Linked DNA regions of Zea mays: region 1 is linked to region 2. A link is a contact called in public Hi-C data. All regions are on one chromosome and are shown on one strand. Each heading gives the region's core, a stretch centred on a gene start, on an enhancer-like site or on the middle of the called end of the contact. The rest is flanking DNA. Distances are from core to core; before and after follow the strand shown.

What was found. Hi-C and Micro-C count contacts between places; a contact is called where the count stands out from the background.
Region 1: a Hi-C map of ear shows a contact between it and region 2, with 2.9 times the contacts expected there. The contact joins the promoter of LOC100282245 here to the enhancer-like site in region 2. A contact is called at or near these places in 2 of 25 Hi-C or Micro-C datasets (ear and leaf).

Annotation. Positions count from the first base shown.
Region 1 is chr8:98,066,763-98,071,115 of Zm-B73-REFERENCE-NAM-5.0, reverse strand. LOC100282245 (pleckstrin homology domain-containing protein 1) reads left to right here and starts at 1,459. Exons shown (of 1, transcript NM_001155157.2): 1 at 1,459-2,363. The coding sequence starts at 1,649. The coding sequence ends at 2,149.
Region 2 is chr8:97,996,097-98,000,776 of Zm-B73-REFERENCE-NAM-5.0, reverse strand. No RefSeq gene overlaps it. Among protein-coding and RNA genes, the nearest start is that of LOC100273970, 7.2 kb to the right of the region's middle. Within about 2 kb of position 2,851, at least 17 of the 20 cell types and tissues checked have an H3K27ac peak or open chromatin away from gene starts, as enhancers often do. A contact at or near this core is called in ear and leaf, where this site is marked.

The DNA.
Region 1 (4,353 bases), core at 210-2,709, 72 kb before region 2:
GACTGAAAAAAGTTGAAATAAACATGGCCGATGCGGCTCCAACGTCGGGGCGAGGGTAGCGGTGGTGGTAGCAAAAGACACTTCTATCGATTCATTTGTCCTAGCAAGCCACTGCCTAAAAAGCATGAAATGGGAGTATGTGCAAACTATTACCATCACATGAACGAGGAGCAGAACTCGAAATTTTGGTCTCTAGGCAATTCACTACTTTGTATGAATAATGAAAAGATAAAATTTCAAGACCTCAAGCACAAAGATGCATCAGCTAGACCTTGATATACACGTGTCTTATTCTTTTGCCACACGATATCTGTCAGACTTAAGCTAAATTTATGATACCCTTGCAATAGCTCAATATTTTACTCGATCTTACAGTGGATTAAAACTTATTGCCAACTATTTTCTAGACAAAAACTATTGTGTAATCAATCTTGTTGTAAAATTATCGTACAAATAAACTACTCAAAGTCATAAAATCTTAATATAATTTTTTTACTATTTTTAATCCTCCAGGTTGGAGAGAATTTTCTATTTTTATATTAACATGAGATGAATTAGAATTTAAAATTTGATATATTAATAGAGTGAATAATAAAATATATCTATACATTTTTAGATTTTTTTAATAAGTCTTGTTAGTTTGATTGTACTGCACACAAATTTTTGCATATTATGTATGTGAAACCAACGAGAATTTTTTTGCATACTATGTATGTGAGATCAACTAGAAAATTGTTGTACATTTTTTCCTGGGCCTCTTTAGATCCTTTTGTTTTAAAGAAATTAAAATCTATTTTATAGATTCTGCTATTTTGTTTAAAAAATTGCATCTTACGATTTTTCAAAAATCAAATATAAATATTAATCTATCTTAAATTTGACAACAACTGTTGTGTAATCAAGATTTTTCTATAATCGTTGTGCAATCGAACTACTAAAAACATAAAAATCGATGTACTTCATTATTTATTGTATCAATATATAAAATTTTAAATTCTAATTCACTTATGTTAAAGATAAAATGGAGATAATTTTATCAATAGAACTTTTTTACATATCTTAATATATGGTGATTTAAAACTTAAAATTTGATATATTTATGTACTAAATAATAAAATATATTTACAGTTTTCTAAGATTTTTTAATAAATTTTAACCGTATAAAGGTATGTAAATCTTAATTGCATAATATTTTTGTTTTTAGAATTTTAGAACAATAAGATACAAATAATTACATAGATTCTTATATTTACCTACAATTTATCCTATAAAAAATAAATATATTATCTATTTACCTATCGTAATAAGTAATATCTTCGTTGTCGAATATTTATCGTTGTATCGTTTATTTTTAACTAAATTGAGACCAATAAAAAAAGAGTACAATTAAAGAAATATAAAATATATATTAATATCAGATAGATGCCGATTAATATAGATTATTTTCCGATTCCTCCCGATTTTTGGAAAGCGAAGGAAAACTTTCGATTGTATTTGTGGCCGTCAGGTCGGATGATTCCTGCTTCTCCGATCCTATCACATCGCGCACTACCTTCCAGCGAATCCATCACGGAAGAAATTGTTCCCCACCCACCCTAGACTCGCCGCCGTCGCAACTCCCACCCGATCCCCAAATTCTCCGGCGGTGATGGCCAGCCTGTGGCGCGCCGTGATGGATAGCGTCAGCGGCTCCTCCCCCTCGGCGCTGGACGCGGCCCCAGGTAGCGGCGTCGAGTTCTGGCACGGCGCAGAGCGCGCTGGGTGGCTAAATAAGCAGGGCGAGTACATCAAGACGTGGAGGCGGCGGTGGTTCGTGCTGAAGCAGGGGAGGCTTTTCTGGTTCAAGGACCCTGCGGTGACACGGGCCTCGGTGCCCCGCGGCGTCATCCCCGTCGCCACCTGCCTCACAGTCAAGGGCGCCGAGGACGTGCTCAACCGCCAGTTCGCCTTCGAGCTCTCCACGCCTGCCGAGACCATGTATTTCATTGCGGACTCCGAGAAGGACAAGGAGGAGTGGATTAACTCCATCGGTCGCTCCATCGTCCAGCACTCCCGCTCCGTCACCGACGCAGAGGTCGTTGACTACGACAGCCGCCCCCAGCCCCCGCCGCAGCTTATGACCAGCGAAGAGAGTGCACCAGCAGCTTAATGGCGTGGTGATTCCTGTGAACTCTCTCGATATGGATCTGACTTGTAGCATATGTATTTCCAATTCCATGTGATTGTGGCCTTGTGCCGACGTTCCTCACTCTTGATTATGTAGCAGTATATTAACTATCAACGACATGGTCTGGTATGGTAATAAGCGAGTTAATAAGCTGTGCTTTCGTTTATAGTTTGTTTTATATGTATATACTATACTACGATTTGATCTTGGTATACCCTAATTTACAAGGTGGTTGAAGTCTGGCTAGTTTTTATTTTTTTTAACAGTTTTGAAGTTTTGGCCCCAATTTCAGAAATTGTAAGAGATTTTAATCATTCAGTATCCCATTCCTCTCGCCTTTTGTTGTGTTTGACTTGTTCTATTCTAATGGAATTGTATTGAGTCGCATAGGATTGCTTAACTGACTCCGCATTTTTGCAGAAGATTCCCCAGTTTTGGCTAGTTTGGCAACAACATTTTCTCAAGGGATTACCATTTTCCCAAATGAAAACGAACTAATTTCTCTTGGGAAAATGAAAATCCATTGGAAAAATGAGGTTGTCAAACTAGCATTTAGATCCTAGCTCTGACTCTAGCGCTCTTATGAAGTTTCTGTCCTAGAAGTAGAAACACAAACACTGATGAAGTGCTGAATGTGCTATAATATGCTTATTAACCATGAAGTAAAACTGTTAAAGAACCATGTATCATGATGTCTTATGTTGTAATCTGAAGTGGAAGTTTTCTGTAGTGAATTGGTGTATGCAGTACTCCTCGAGTGCCAACATGCGCTGTGTTTATTTGTGCAGTTATGGAAATTTTATGTCATTAGGCTATCTCTAGCAGCTTACTCATCCCCGTCTCTTATTTTAAACTCCACTCTATAAACAGTGCTTTGCACAGCCATATGCACGATCTTCTGGCTATAGCCTTAGAAACTACAGTAAAAGGATGGATCCTTCCTCTATCCTTTGTGAATTATGTTTAAAAGTCAACTGGTGCTAATATTGCACAGTATCTTATATGTTATCCTTCTATTCATCAGTGGCCTGTGATCATGTTTATTTGTTTCCTGCCTTGTAGGTTGATGACGCTGCTTGGTAATAAGTCTGGTTTTCTTATGCATTTCTGTTAGCTCGTTCTTTCATATCTGTGTTGGCCTTGCAATAGCATAATTTACTAACTGTTTTGTTATATTTACACTCCAATGTTTGTGATTAAATTTCATCTAATCGTTTCGTATTATGACAAGGTAGGATATTTTGCCACTGACATTAGCTCCACTGTACTGTGCTTACAAAGTTTGTGCCGACATGGTCTATTAGGGTGTTTATGGTGTTAACATTTATGACAAATTGAGAATAGCTGCAATGGGAGTAGGAATACTGGTGTACTGGTGTGTGTGGAACAGTACAATATGTTTGTTAGTGGCCAAGTCAAATAACCATACATAATTGCCTATTTTGTGATCTGAATATGTATAGTACTTAAGGTGTCAGGTTATCTCCTTACAGCAAACTCTTGCTAGGTTAATCAGGTACCTGAATATGTAAACTGGAATGCCAGCATTGGTTTGTAACACCATGTATAGAGTTTGAAGCTGTAGCCCATGTTGATCAATTTAATAGTTTTTCCTCTTGAATTGATGGCACCTGAATCTTGAGTACTCCCTCGGTTCCAGACTAAATATATATTTATTGATTAACCTATAAATATAGTGTGTATGTATGTCTATATTCATTATAATGTGGACGGAAAAAATAGGGCTAAAAAGAACTATATTTTAGGATGGGGTGAGTAGTTAAGATTTCGGCCGGCTATTACAGGTAGTGTTAGTATGGTGTTAGTACTCCGTAGAAGTACAAGCTTTTATGTGCACTGTGCTCATGTTGACCTTGTTAATCTCAACCGCTTTTAGATAGCGCTTGATTGCTTGAACATATGTTCTTTGTTCAGACAACTAACCTTTCAATGGCGCTTCCTGTGATAAAGCTGGATTTTCCTTTTATGTTTTTGAAACTCGCTGATTCTAGGTTTGAAGCCAAAATTCCATGGCATATGCAACACGAATGCCTCTTGGAGTGAGTGGATGACGGTCCTTATGCTTGCATAGTCATAAGGGTTGATCTGGTGATAAGGGGATCACGGTGGGATTGGAGGGGGATGATGGGGAAATAAACTAATTTCTCCCTCAATCCCCTCTAATC
Region 2 (4,680 bases), core at 1,602-4,101:
TCCCAAATCTCCTTGGCGCTCTTTAACCCTTGCACTTTATTATACTCCTCTCGACATAGAGAGGCGAGGAGTATAGTAGTAGCTTGGGAGTTAAAGTACCGGATTTGGGCAACCTCGTCCGAGTCATAGCCCTCGTCCCCCAACATAGGTACATACGCTCCAAACTCAACAATGTCCCATATGCTTGCGTGGAGTGAGGTTAGGTGATGCCTCATTTTGTCACTCCACATGCAATAATCCACACCATCAAAGACTGGTGGTTTGCCTAATGGAATAGAAAGTAAAGGAGTGTGCTTAGAAATACGAGGATAACGAAGTGGCATCTTACTATACTTCTTGCACTCATGGCGCTTAGAAGTGACGGACGCCGTGTTGGAGCCAGAGGTGGAGGGCGATGAAGAATCGGTCTTGTAGTAGACCACTTTCTTCATCTTTTTCTTCTTGTCACCACTCCGATGCGACTTGACGCGGGGAGGGGATTCCTCCTTGCCTTTGGCGCCAGACTCCCTTGATGGAGCCTTCCCGTGGCTTGTGGACTTGTCGCTGGTCACAATCTCCCTCTTGGCGTGATCTCCCGACATCACTTCGAGTGGTTAGACTCTAATGAAGTACCAGGCTTTGATACCAATTGAAAGTCGCCTAGAGGGGGTGAATAGGCGGAATCTAAAAATTATAAACTTAAGCACACACTACAAGTCGGGGTTAGCGTAGAACTAAATTCAAGTCCGGGAGAGAGGGGGAAAACAAATCAATCAAGAAATAAAGCAGATGAACACGGTGATTTGTTTTACCTAGTCCCCGTTCAGGTGGTCACAAAGACCGGGTCTCTTTCAACCCTTTCCCTCTCTCAAACGGTCACTTAGACCGAGTGAGCTTTCTCCTTGATCGAATGGGTCACTTAGACCCCACAAGGACCACCACACACTTGGTGTCTCTTGCTTTGAATACAAGTTGCTTGAGAACAAGAATGAGGAAGAAGAAAGCACGATTGCAAAAAGCCAAGCAACAAGAGCGACAAATAACACACAGATCACTCTCTCTCTCTCTCAAGTCACTAATCACTAATGATCACTTGTCTTAATTGTGGAATTTGGAGATTGGAAGCTTTGATTGTGTCTTTGAATGGATTGCTAGCTCTTGTATTGAATGTAGAGGATTGGAATGCTTGGTTGTAGTGGATGGAGGTGGTTGGGGTTGTATTTATAGCCCCAACCACTTCCTAGTCGTTGCTCCATTTCTGCCAACCGCGGACGGTCTGCGCCCCTGGTCCGGACGGTCCGCCCCTGCACATCAACGGCTGAAATCGCAACGGTCAGCAGTAGCGATTTATCAACGGCTACTATGCATTAAATGTGTCGTCAGATGTCAGGTACCGCAGTCACGGACGGTCCGGTCGTGCACTCTATACGGTCTGCGAGGACGCTATAATTCATTTTACCGAACCCGTCTCCTTCGGGTTTTTCTGGTTCTTCATCGACCGGACGGTCTACGCCTAAGGTCGAACGGTCCGCGCTTGGTCTCGGATGGTGCTTGCTTCTCCATCGGAGGGTCCGTAGTGTAGACTTGTGTTTTTGCAGTGGTTCTGTCCGAGGCTCACCCAAGTACCGCGGACGGTCCGCCGTAAGGGCCCGGACGGCCCGCGCATAGGTGTTTTTCAAAAAAAAACTTCTCCTGTCCGGAATAATCTACGGTATTCCGGACAGTCGACGTTAGAATCGTTGTAAATGAACTTATGCACCTGTGAGATGATCAACTAGGCAAACCGATTAGTCCACAAGGTTTGTGATGGTTGTCAAACACTAAAATCGATTAGAGGAAATGTTGAGACTATTTCCCTTTCAATAGCCAGACACTCAGCGAAAGACGACGCTCAGCAAATGACCGTCAGCAGTCGTCTATAGCTGACGGTCGTTATCTTTACCGAGCGCCAAATGTTGACACTCGGCAAAGAAGACCCATACGACACTTGGCAAAGAACTGACAAAAGGGCCCCGCTGGTGATCTCTTTGTCGAGTGCTAGTCCAGCGGGCACTAGGCAAAGAGGAAGCCTTTGCCGAGTGCCACCTAATACGCTCGGCAAAGGAACAAGCAAAGGGGTCCACGTGGAGCATATTTGTCGAGTGTTAGTACAGTGGACACTCGGCAAAGGCTAACTCTTTGCCGAGTGTTACTCGGAGGGCACTCGGCACAGGCTTTGTCGCCGTTACTAGTAGTCGTGGCGGTGACTTGCCTTTGCCGAGTATCAGGTGACACTCGATAAAGTCTTTGTCGAGTGCCCGATAAAAGTACTCGGCAAAGAAGCCGTTGCCGATGTACAGTTCGTCGAGCTTTCTTTGCAGAGTCGCCGAATCTTTTCTAGGCTTTGTCGAGTGCTTCAGACACTCGACAAAAAAGTTGTTTTCCGGTAGTGGTTAAACTGTTTCTTCCTCAGAAACAGAAAGGTGTGTTACACACTGTTTCTACCCATTTGAACTGAACGTCTACGTCGCTCCTCGTGCCCTCGCCCATTCCTCTAAATGATTTCATCATCTATATTTTCTTTCTCTATTATTATTATACAGACCAGTTAATTTAGTATAATTGATATAGCTCGTGAACTAGAACGAGTCATATTGGCTCGGTTCGTTACACCGACGAGCCAAAAATAGGATCGATTTGACTCGACTCGATTCTCGTGAGCCGCTTCGAAACAAGCTGAGCTATTCCAAGCTTCAGCCATATAGAAGAGGTCAGCAAGAACGATTTTTTTTTAAAAAAAAAAAGGTAACAGCAAGAATGCGGCCCTAATGAAGATAGGCCATGTCTTTCTCTTGGAGCCCGGCTCCAAGTTGTCAACAAATCACGCACATGTACTCCCAAATTCGTAAAAGGCCCAAAAGATCGCTATAGCCCAAAACGGACCCAAACTAATAAAGTCCATTTGCTGAAGCCATCCAGATTTCGAAGGAACAACTCTCTTAATATCTGCCTCTGCCATCTGCGGTCCCAGTTTGAGCTTAAAAAAAATCTGCGGTAGGTCCCAGTTGCCACGCACCGAGTCCTCGACAGAGTCAGCATCAAGCTTGCTTAAGCTCATGGCATGCCTCTATTTGCCCACTGGCCGTTGCCAATCACAATCCGCAGGCCGAAGCAAAACATGCGATGCGTCCCGCCCGCGGTTTCTTGATGCCGGACTGGCACGCCGTCGACGCGAAAAACCGGCCGGCGCCATATCATACGGACGCCGGTGGCTTGCACTCCAGTCTCCAGTTGCCTGCCTAAATCGAGCAGGCTTGGGCTCCATCGGCACGCCAGGCTGCGCGATACCCGATACTATAGCATAGCATAGCATCCCTACAGCCCGCATGAGCAGCCCATCCATCCCTCACCCTCCATGCTGATGTGGACATTCAAGCGGTTGCAAAGATCTGAGCTAACAGCCAGCTTGGAGATCGAGGCGGAAGCCATGGCCTGACAAACATGTTGCTGAACAAGTGATACAGTAGGGTTGACGGCGTACATGAGGCCGTAAGCGTACTTGTTCCTGTAGTGTAGTGTAGTGTAGTATAGTGTAGCCTCCTAATGGCGATTTCGGGAGACGTTGATGGCAGGTGGCTTTTGGTAGAGCGCGAGGAGCTAAGAGCAATCACAGTCCAAAAACTACTAAGTAATTTTCATAGTCGTCACCTTACTAAAAAAATTACTTATACAGACTATAAGTTCTAACGCTTAATTTTTTTTGTTGTGGTGTCATAATAATTGTGGATATGACGAATGCGGCTAGTGAGCTACATGTGAGCTCCACAGATCAAAACTTGATGCTCACCACAGTGGTTTCTTGTGTCTTCATTGCGCGTGTAGACTTGATTTCTGAAGGAGGAAACCATTCCGCCCTCTTTCTCATTAATTTTCTTTTTATGTTACTAAATTACTTATGTGACAACTAAATTAATGCTATAGAAATTAGATGACGTGGAGAGTTTGGACTGATCTAAGATAAGTCTCTCAGAGCATCTCTAAAAGTGTCCCAAATAGATGCCTTCAATTTAAATATAGGGCTTAATCTAAAAATATACTCCAACACTTTTCTATTGTAAAAAAAATATTACAAAAAATATAAGGCACTTGTTAAAGTGCCACAAATATATTACACCTTTTTAGGCTGCCTCATCTCAATCGTAACGAACCTGAACATTCACGCTGCACTCCTCCGAGCCACCCCGATCGGCCCCTCTCTCCTCCATGCCCTTCCTTACTCCGCCGCCAAGTCACGCATCATCGCCAGAGAACACACCCTGCCCTCCTCCGCCTCCCCACACCGGCCATTGGCCGCCGCCCCTCAAACCTTCACGCTGTTGTTGCGCCATCGCCTCAGCTCTCTGTAGGATTGTCGACGACCGAGGGGCATGCAAGAGTGCCGAATGCCAGGCATGAAGCTCCGCGCCTGTGGGACCGATGTCGTCCACACCACCACCATTCACCACCTATTTGCCAACGTTCCTGTTCTTGGTTCGATGGATGCAAGGCAAGAGTCAAAATCCGACGTTTCTGCGGTGGCTTGATTCTGAATATTTAAGTCATGATTCTGCAGTGTCATTTTAATACAGCGTCATGGTTCTGAACAATTCACGATAATTGTTCCGATTACAGTTTTGATTATTTGATCTGAGCTAAACAAAAGAGAACAAGTGTGTTGCCTTT